Regions from separate parts of the Mus musculus genome. Here region 1 is linked to region 2. Evidence: chromatin contacts called from public ChIA-PET data. All regions are on one chromosome and are shown on one strand. Each heading gives the region's core, a stretch centred on a gene start, on an enhancer-like site or on the middle of the called end of the contact. The rest is flanking DNA. Distances are from core to core; before and after follow the strand shown. Region 1 holds the start of Zfp182 (zinc finger protein 182). Region 2 holds the start of Uba1 (ubiquitin-like modifier activating enzyme 1).

The links. ChIA-PET counts read pairs in DNA pulled down with a chosen protein or histone mark.
Region 1: a contact with region 2 is called in an RNA polymerase II ChIA-PET map of memory CD8 T cells, with 25 read pairs. The contact joins the promoter of Zfp182 here to the promoter of Uba1 in region 2. A contact is called at or near these places in 4 of 39 promoter capture datasets (the 3T3-L1 cell line, erythroid cells, liver and 1 more), 1 of 484 Hi-C or Micro-C datasets (CD4 T cells), 1 of 115 datasets of contacts at active chromatin or transcription factors (memory CD8 T cells) and 1 of 9 other capture datasets (liver).

What each region holds. Positions count from the first base shown.
Region 1 is chrX:21,058,497-21,063,560 of GRCm38.p6, forward strand. It overlaps Zfp182 (zinc finger protein 182), which reads right to left and starts at 3,542. Exons shown (of 5, transcript NM_001013387.2): 1 at 3,398-3,542; 2 at 2,007-2,032. The coding sequence starts at 2,021.
Region 2 is chrX:20,661,515-20,666,922 of GRCm38.p6, forward strand. Uba1 (ubiquitin-like modifier activating enzyme 1) reads left to right here and starts at 1,382. Exons shown (of 26, transcript NM_001136085.2): 1 at 1,382-1,611.

The DNA.
Region 1 (5,064 bases), core at 2,292-4,791, 400 kb after region 2:
CCTGGGAGGTAAGCATAAGCTACATAGCAAGTTCATTGCTAGCCTGGGACACTGTCTCACTTACATGTAGAACCTAAATCAAACTCAATAGTAGTAGAGAGCCAAATGCTAGATACCAAAGTATAGAATTAGTTAGGCAGGATTAAGTGATAAGTATTTGAGGTGACAGATGTGTTGGGTGTGATCTAAGCATTCCTCAATATATAAATGTCATCATTTTGTGTGACTTCCTATCACCTTGCTTTTTATATAACCCAGGACCATCTGCCTAGGAGTGGCACCATCCCTAGGGGGCTAGGATTTCTCATATCAATCAGTAATCAAAAAAAAAAAATGATTCACAAGGCCAATCAGCCAGAGGCATTTCCTCAATTGAGCCTCCTTCTTCCCAGGTGACTCTAGTTAACAAACACACTAGCCCCCACAGTATCCAGTAAATATATACAACTATGCTGAATATTCTTTTTTTAAGTCAGAACAGAGATAGATACCACCAATAATTTTTTAATGTTGGGAATTGAGCCCAGGGTCTTGCGTTGCCTGAGAATCTGTTACTTAGATGATTTCATTTATATCATATGAAATAACCAAACTCTTGAAATAAGAGAACAGATAGGTGTTTCTAGAATTCTAGGTCTGAGGTGGAAGTCGGGGGCGGTGGGGGGCAAGCGTTAGGGAGCAGTGAATGTAGCCTTGAGGAAGCCTTAAAGTGATGCAAAATTTTGATCATGTTAATGTCAATACCCTGTCTGTGATGCTGTACTATAGTTCTGAAAGATATAGTGGGTATACAGGGCCCTTTGTATTATTCTTCGAAGTATATGTACATATTCTTCAAACAGTATGTAAATCGATAATCTTGAATCTAGTTAACAAACACACTAGCCCCCACAGTATAAATATGTTATAAATATGTGATCCCATCTTATATGACATCCTTGTGAAAACAAAACTGTAATAACACAGAATAGATCTATAGTTGCCTGAGTTTACAGGATGGGATACTATAAGAGAACAGCATGAAACAGCTTTTAAGGACGATGAAACTATTCTCCATCTTCCTGGTTAGTTAGTTACATCAATCTACTTGTGTTAACATTTATCAACTTGTACAACAGCAAGATTTCACTGTAATTAAAAAATGAACAAAAAAGATGGTAAGGTGTACATATCTTGAGGAATTTGTCTTTTGGATGCAAGAGAAATGAAAATCCAATTGAGGAAATGATTGCAGGAAAATCATTTGAAAGAGAAGAGATTTCATTCCCAATGTCTCCATTCTCTCTAGGGAATTTTGTGAGAAAAAACTGCAGGAAAGCAAGGATACATTTGATCAGTCTATTACTGAAGACAATTCTACATAAAGACACCAAAAAAAAAAAGGCTCCAAAATACAATTCCAGAAAACCTTGATTTTCCCTGAAGCCTTGGTATGCTCTATCCTAATGAAATAAGGCAAGTCAAAGTAGTGGCCACACAACCACATGGCTGCCAGACTGTTCAACAACAAACTGGAAACTCCAGTTTAGTTAAGATAATCTTAACTAAAGAATTAACATTTTTTTTAATTTTTTTTTTTTACTTTACAGTGGTGCAAAAATGATGTGAACTGAATAGAAACCATACTTCAAAGTTTGATTTTTCCTGGAATAAACATAATTGATACTCTATTCTCTCATGATATAAGGCAGCAGCACTGAGAAATAGCTCCTGTAAGAAATGTCATTATGGTCTATACACACCACATGATGTTTAGTGGGATAAGGGTATTAAATGAAATTTCAACTATGAATTGACATAACTTCCGAATACAGCAGCATCATAAGTTAAGAAACATCTGTTACCCTTCCTTAGTCAATGCATCAGCTATCTAACTTGACCTTAATTGACTATTTTTCATTTTCACTGATCTCAGTAATTTATAGTTTCCTATTTTGCAGTGCTGATGCCTAAATATCGCATCACATCTATGATAAAATATAGAAACAGATAGACCACATACTTACCTGGGGTTTGGCCATTTCCTGCTTTTCTTGAGAAAACAAATGTATGAAAGCTGAGCTAGAATGAGTAGAGTAGAATATAACAGTAGAAACCATTAGCTTTGCAGTACTCAGAATCATCTGCCCAGAAATCTCTTCACATGCGAGGCCACTCTCTGGAAGAGTATGGACAACTCTAAGTTTTTTGTTTTGTTTGGTTTTTGTTTGCTTGTTTGTTTTTTGTTTTGTTTTGTTTTGAGACAGGATCTCTCTGTGTAGCCCTGGCTGGCTTTTAACTCCCAAGTACTAGAATTAATGGAGTGTGCCACCACATCAGCAGCAACAATTCCTTGTAGTACTGATAGAATCTATTCCTAGGGCTCTGTGCATGCTAAGCCAGTACTATACCACTGAGATACATAGAACAGATTTTAATAATGCCAAACTAAAGCAATCATAGAAAATGTGTAATATGATAATAAATAGAAATTCAGGATGAAATGCTCTATAGTTGTTAAAAAATGTATGGAACTACACACGTATTATCTACATATTTTGTAACTCAAAGTTTAGAAAACTGTTTCAGAAAAATATCTTAAGCCAAATTAAATTTCTAAATAAGATATATAAAACTGCAGGCATACATTTTAAATATATAAATTAAATGTTAACTATTAAGTGATATATAGCTCTTGAATGTCTAAGAATGGACATTTAAATAAGGGAAAATTAGCTCCTATTTTCTTCTCTATTTTCAAGTTAATTCTTTATTTCTTTATTTATTTAGGTTTTTCGAGACAGGGTTTCTCCTAGCTGTCCTGGAACTCACTCTGTAGACCAGGCTGGCTTCGAACTCAGAAATCCACCTGCCTCTGCCTCCCAAGCGCTGGGATTAAAGGCGTGTGCCACCACCGCCCGGCCTCAAGTTAATTCTTAACTCAAATGCTATTTATTACACTCTAAAACATAAGCCTCTACCTATTATTCAAATGGTACCTGTCTATCCCTCCTCAGACCTCCAAATGTCCAAAGGCCGCTAAGGCTCTACAGATGACGTTTTTTGTCTGCTTGTTTTCCTTTTTCTCTCACCTCCCTCACTGGGGCTGTTTAGCTCAGGTGCTGTAAAGAAGTCTTTAAATGCTGATTTAATCCAGCACTCTTCCCCATGATTCCTGCGAGCTGTACACTGGAAGACGGAAACAAGGGGGCGCATCTAAAGAGGGGATCACTGTGCTAGAAAATGTGTAAAAGCTAAAGTTTAGTACGACTCACTTAATCCTAACTAGCCTCATAACTTTGTCCACTATTAAGTCCGCAGACCCCCGTTTACTCATCTCTCAAGCCCCCATCATCCCATCTCCCAGTCTCTCGCATCAATGACATACCCGAACCTCCCTCCACTTAGAACTACCCACCACTCAGCTCGCGACCCCAGTCTAACACAGACCCTCATCTTTACTCAACCAGATTTTTTGCAGGGTGTTGAGTAGACCTTTCCGTAAACGGCCTGGAAAAGCACTTCCGCATCGGACCAACTAGCTGTCTCTGTCGCCTAAACTTAGGACAGCGGTTTGTTCTACGCATGCTCAGGTTTGCCTTTGAGACAGCATCCGCCAATAGTCAACATGGCGCGCAAAGGCGACCAGGCTCAACGCAGGCGCAGAGGGTAGTGGGCCGCGTCGGTGATGTCACCGATTAGGAAAAAAAAAACAAAAAACAAAAAAAACAAACGGCATCCACTGTTTCTTTTATACTCCCGAGTCTCCTGACAAAGCTGGTGTTTGTTTTGCAGAAATTAGCAGTTTCTAAGGACGTCAGGCGCCATTTTTTTTTGATACAGCAGAAAATGGGAGGGTCCAATTAAGAAAATTATTAAAACAAGGACGAATTCCTGTGGTGAATTCAGAGAGTAGCCACAGGGTACAGGTGTAATTAACAAGACAATGCAGGCCTGCGACCTCTTTAAGTGATTTGAATACCAGTTTAGGGAAAAGCCTTGGCTCCATCCTTTTGTCTAGTACTGGGAGTTTGCATTTTAGTATCTAAAGGACCATAAGACAATTCAAACAACAAACTTAAGAATTTACTGCCATAGAGGGCCACACAGTGGGAAAAGTAGTGTTTTAAGTGGTGGCTGACAATGCCTTCACCTTTCCAGAGAAAGCAGTCATTGTGCTGGGAATGAGAAGGTGTGGTTATTGACTACATGGTATAGGACTTTCTAAACCAGAGACAGGGCATCATATTTTATTTATTAAAACAGACGGAGCAACCTAACATTGTATACCGAGCTTAAAATTACATATAAATCTACAAGCAGTTAGTTACCGCCCACTTCACTGCACCCCTGCAGTGTATTCAATAAAAAACTATTCTTTTAAAATGGTGCAGGATAGCCCAAATAAAACCCTCACCTCTTCGTGTTACCCAACAGCTGGCTGGGGGCCTTTTCCCAGACAGGATTAGTGGGCAGGGTAAAAGATTTTCAGTCACTGGTCTTTGGCAATTTTTTTTTTCTCCCTGTTTGGTGGCAAGTGATGGCTGCAGCAGGTGGCAGCACAACCTCGAAATGGCTTAGTTGGGAGTTTTTACCACAGCTTTGTTTTGTTTTGTTGTTTTTCGAGACAGGGTTTTTCTGTGTAGTCCTGGCTGTCCTTCTTGGAACTCACTCTGTAGACTAGGCTGGCCTCGAACTCAGAAATCCGCCTGCCTCTGCCTCCCAAGTGCTGGGATTAAAGGCGAGCGCCACCACTGCCCACGTTTGTACCACAGCTTTTGCTACCACAAAACTTGGAGAACTCAAGAACATCCTGCAACTTGAAGGGGAATATTTTCCCCCAGCTGGCCCAGCCCAGGGACTGCTGTGACTGGTCCTAAAGAGGCAAGAGTCTCAAAAGCTATGATTGATGCTAAAAGGCAAGGCTAGGGTTGTCTAAAGCATTCGGCTGTGATTAGTGCTTATGCTTGTAGAGCTAAGGGTCCACATACCAGAAGCCTACAAAGACTATACCACTTAAGGAGCTACCTGCTGCTGCCGCCACCTGCTTATTCCGGTCAAATGTGAGGTAAACCACACCTTCTA
Region 2 (5,408 bases), core at 132-2,631:
GGTCATGGATGACGAGCAAAGACTGCTCACTTGGGCTTCGCACGGTTATCCAGTATGGTGAGTGCCTTGACTATTATCTCATAATTCCCACTTGCTAGGCAGGGCCACTTTGGGTGGGGGCTGCCCATCAAACCTCATGAATAATTCGTGAACTGTATGGGATTGGTACTTTTTAAAAAGGTTTATTTATTTATTTTATGTATGTGAGTACACTGTAGCTGTACAGATGGTTGTGAGCCTTCATGTGGTTGTTGGGAATTGAATTTTTAGGATTCCTGCTCGCTCTGGTCAACTCCGCTTGCTCCAGCCCAAATATTTATTTATTATATCTAAGTACGGTGTAGCTGGCTTCAGACACACCAGAAGAGGGCGTCAGATCTCATTACAGTGAGCCACCATGTGGTTGCTGGGATTTGAACTCAGGACCTTCGGAAGAGCAGTCAGTGTTCTTACCCGCTGAGTCATCTCCCCAGCCCAGTACATTTTTTTGAGACAGGGTTTCCTGTTAACCAGGCTTGCCTCAGACTAATGAACCTCCTGCTTCTACCTTCCTAGTGCAGAGATTAAAGGCATGCAGCACCATGCACATAAGCGCAGCTTGGGCGCAATCTTTCTTTTGGTGTTCCCACCCCACCACCCTAAGACAAGGTTTCTATGTGTAGCTCTGATTGTCCTGGAACTCCTTCTACAGACAGGCCTCAAACTCAGACCCTCCTGCTTCTGCCCACTGAGTGCTGGGATTAAAAGTGTACACCACCACACCTGGTGGACACAACCTTTCTTGACCTCTCTGTTTTCAAGTTGAGCTGCTGCTGCTGCTGCTGCTGCTGCTGCTGCTGCTGCTGCTGCTGCTGCTCCAACAGCTTCATTCAGTATTTAGGAGTCAGAGGAGTGCTGCCTGCAGTAGCCCTGTTTCTTGCTTACTGGGTATTAGATGGAGCAATAAGGCAGGCCTGCCTCTTTTGTTCCATCTCACTGAGTCTCGTGCATTATTCATGAATACGATATAGCTTTGGTCTCCTTGATTCCCAGCTACTGCAAGATCATTCATTATTCATGAACATGGGGTGTGGTTGTAATGCTTTAACATCTACTTTCTGGTTGCCTAGTCCTAGTAAACCCATAACCTTGCTTCGTGATTCACGATCGGGAAGAATGGCCTTGAGGTCCTTCCTTGATTTCTTTGACAGCTTAGATGCAGTAATTCTTTATTCATATTTCATAGCCTCTTGCTCTACCTGTTTTTCTAGTTACTGCCTCCAGAGCCACTTGGTGGAGCTGTTCTCCTTCTAATTAAAGAAGTCCCAAACTGGGCAGGGAAAATACATGATTCATGAGTGGGCGCGGTCCTCTTGCATCCGGGTTTCTGGGGGTGGGGCTCAGGGTTTTGTTCCGGCCTTGGGCTCTGCCGCCGCCATCTTGTGTCGGCTGCTGGGGTGAAGGAGGGTGGCAGGGAAGACCACAACCACCGCGGTCGGGGAAGGAGAAGGCGACAGTGATCCTAGCTGGCCCAGGCGGCAGGAGGAGGAGGAGAAAGAGGAGGGTGGCGGCCGAGCTTGACTTCGGCTCCTTGAGGAGTTGGCGGCGGCACGACCCGGGGAACCGGCATTGGTAATAGCTTTTCTCTGCACCTGGCTCGAAGCGCAAGGGCTCTGGGAGGTATGGGAGGGTCCCTGCTGGCTCTCTGCCAGCCCAATGTCTGAGTGCACTGCCGTGTCCTGGGTATTAAGAGTCACTAGGCAAGCGGGTGTGGGGGTGTGCAAATCCTGGGGTGGGGTGGATCACGTCTGTCTGGGACCACCCCTATTCCCTTGAGCTTCGAAATCTGACCTTGACGTCAGACCCCTATCTCAGCTTCTGGAGACTTCTGGCTCAGCACTATTACCAGGTATCTTGATCCGATCCTGAGCCATGCATTTCCTATCAGAACTCCCCACAGTCTCCATAAAGGCACCGGAATTCGGTGTCGCTGCTCATGAAAGCCGTCCATACTTGTGTGCTATTTGAAGACCTGCCCCAAAATCTCCCTTGAGACTCTTCCTAGCCCTTCAGTATTTGCTCTCATGGCTTAAGAGGGGCCAGGCTTGAGGAAAGGTCCGCGTGGCCTTCATTTCCGAATGAAGAGCCTTGTCTAGCATTTTCATCCAGTCTCCCCTCCCCCCAGGATACTATCTGTCCTTAGAGCTGCCATCTGGATTAAACCCGGTGAAAAGCTCTCTGCCTAGCCTTTCCGTGGGAAATCCATTCCTACATTTGAGATCTCCCAATACCACTTTGACATAGCATCCTCCATCGTGGACACCTGGCATTCTTATTCTTTTAAGCACCTGCCTTTAGAGACTCTCCCTGCTTTTAGGGACGCCCCCCTTTTTCACGTTCTCATTGTTCTTGAAGCATTGTTGTCTTCTCCATCAGCCATCGTAACCCCAGTATATTTCCTTTAGTCTCTCATGGGACTAGACGCCAGGGAGGACCTGTTTGGACACAGTTCTCCATTAGTGATCTCTTGCCGCCATCTACTCTTTCAGACTCTTGATTTGTAGCCCCATCTGCCCGATGGTCTCATTCTAGACCCAATTTTTGCCTTCAAAGGCAGACCAGCATTCTAGCTTCTCTTTTTATAGATTCCTTAATCTAACAACAGGCCTCAGAATCTGCCCTCGTCTTTTTTAAAGGTTTCTAGTACCATCATCATTCAGAGAGTCTCAGCATTTGCTTTTGACTTCCCTGAACCTCTATCACTGTCAGATACCTTTTTCCCCAACAGGCTCATTTATCTTCCACAGGAGTAGAAAACCTCATCTATTTACTGTGGAGTCACAAAATTGACTAGAGGAACCTAATTCCATTTGAAGATCTAGGCAGTATTTGCTTGGTAATATATTATCATGATTACAGAGTTTTACTGTGTGGCTTTGGCTGTCTCAAACTCTTAGAGGCCAGCCTGCCTCTGCCTCACTAGTGCTGGGATCAAAGGTATACACCACCATGCTTAATTTTTAGTAATCCTTTTAAGGCTTAAATTATCTGAAATTCATCTTCCTTTCTCTACCCTGTCAGCAGCTGTGGTACCTGTTTAGATCTACGCAAGACCTTTGTTGCTCCATTAGAAATCCCTCTCCAAGAGTCTGCTCTCAGAGACCTCTCCTTGCCTCTTCGCACTTAATATCACAGCTTCTTGGCACTATAGTGTCAGTATCAAAGACCTTTTTCTGTGCATTCCCATTATTTTTAGTGAAGGGTTTCTATCACTAGAATCGAAGACTGTCAGTCCCAGCATCTCCCTGCAGTAGTTTCAGGGTCTACATTCCCCCACCTCTTTCTAGAGACCCAGATTTAAGTCTGTCTTAATACCTCTGTCCAAGGCCGGGCGAGGTGGCACACACCTTTAATCCCAGCACTCGGGAGGCAGAGGCAGGCGGATTTCTGAGTTCCAGGCCAGCCTGATCTACAGAGTGAGTTCCAGGACAACCAGGGCTACACAGAGGAACCCTGTCTCAAAAAACCAAAAAATAAAAAAAAAAACAATACCTCTGTCCAATACCCCCACCATTTATAAGGCCTGCTAAGGTCTCATTTGGGTGTCTTTTATTATCTCCTTCACAGCTCCTTGAGCTCAGTGACTTCCTCTGATGCCTTTCTCATACTCCTCAAGACTTCTCCTTTAAAACCTCCCAGAAACCTTGGCGAGCCTTAGCATCCTCCTCTGTACAATATCTTTTCTACCTCAATCAGCTGGCTCTGCTTCCTAATCCTACCCCAGGTTCCCCTGCTCAGCCTTTCTCTGCTTTGGGAATAGAGTATTCTCAGGCTTCAGTCATCAGTTTGGAGACCCGGGGTAAGTTTAAAATGCTTTCATTTCAGCTTAGCCAAGTAAGTTTTGGAAAATATATCCTACACTTGATCTTAAGCACTGGGAAATATATTCTAATAGAGAAGGCCGAGCACATGGTGAGGGAGAAAGGATCTCCATTGGCTTTGCTTTTTTGTATTTTGTTTTTATGGATTTATTTTTGGATGGGAGTAAGGGAATCTTTAGTTCTTGTCCTAGAGTCTCTGCCCCACATTCTTCCTGCTTGCCTTGATAAAGGGGCTTTCCAAAACCTGGCAATTGAAATCTCCTGTTTAAATATTTTTTGAAATAGTCTCACTGTACAGTTCAGGCTGACCTCAAACTTAAGAGTCCTCCTGCCTCTGCTTCCTTTTTTTTTTTTTAAGATTTATTTATTTAGGAAGCAGAGGCAGGTGGATTTCTGAGTTCAAGGCCAGCCTGGTCTACAAAGTGAGTTCCAGGACAGCCAGGGCTATACAGAGAAACCCTGTTTCGAAAAACAAACAAAAAAAAATTTATTCATTTATTTTATGTATGTGAGTACACTGTAACTGCATAGATGGTAGTGAGCCGCCTTCTTTTTTATTTATTCATTTATCTACTTATTTATTTATTATATGTAAGTACACTGTAGCTGTCTTCAGACACTCCAGAAGAGAGCATCAGATTGTTACAGATGGTTGTGAGCCACCATGTGGTTGCTGGGATTTGAACTCAGGACCTTTGCAAGAGCAGTCGGTGCTCTTAATCACTGAGCCATCTCACCCCAGTTATGAGCCTTCATGTGGTTGTTGGGAATTGAATTTTTAGGACTTCTACTTGTGGTCCTGCTTGCTCCGGTCAACTCTGTTCGCTCAGTCCCTGCTTCTCTGGTCCAAAGATTTATTTATTATTATAAATAAGTACACTGTAGCTAACCAGATGCACCAGAAGACGTGTCAGATCTCATTACAGGTAGTTGTGCCACCATGTGGTTGCTGGGATTTGAACTCACTACCTCTAGAAGAGCAGTCAGTGCTCTTAAAGGCTGAGCCATCTTGCCAGCCCCTGCCTCTGCTTCCTAAGTGTTGCGGTTGTGGGCCTGTACTGCCACACCTGGCTTCAAAGTCCACTTTTGAACAGTGACCCCAAACCTGCCAACTTAGACCCTTGCTGCCAGCACTGGGTGAGGGTAGAGAGGTAAAGGTCTGATAAAGAGCTCTCTGGCTCTGGATCTTGTCTGATGTAGGGAGTGGAGAAAGAATATGCCTGGAACAAATGGCAAGGGAAAGGAGATAACTTAAGAAATGGAGGCCCCTGTGAGTGCCTTGGGAGGAGCCTCTGTCCTCATGTCCTTGAGTTTTGACCACAGATAGCCTCTTTAGCCTCATCATGAGGTCAGTTCATTTTCTCCCAGCTTTTGGAGCAAATGAAGAAATAGGATCTCCATGCCAAGTCACTGCCAATAAGTGCAAAATAGGAATTACTTTTGACTCTCTCCTAGGTTATCAATTCTCTTCCTACCCAAGTTGGATCTAAGTATTCCCAGCAACTGCACTGGCAAAATTTGACCCTGGGCAGGCTCCTACTTCCCCTC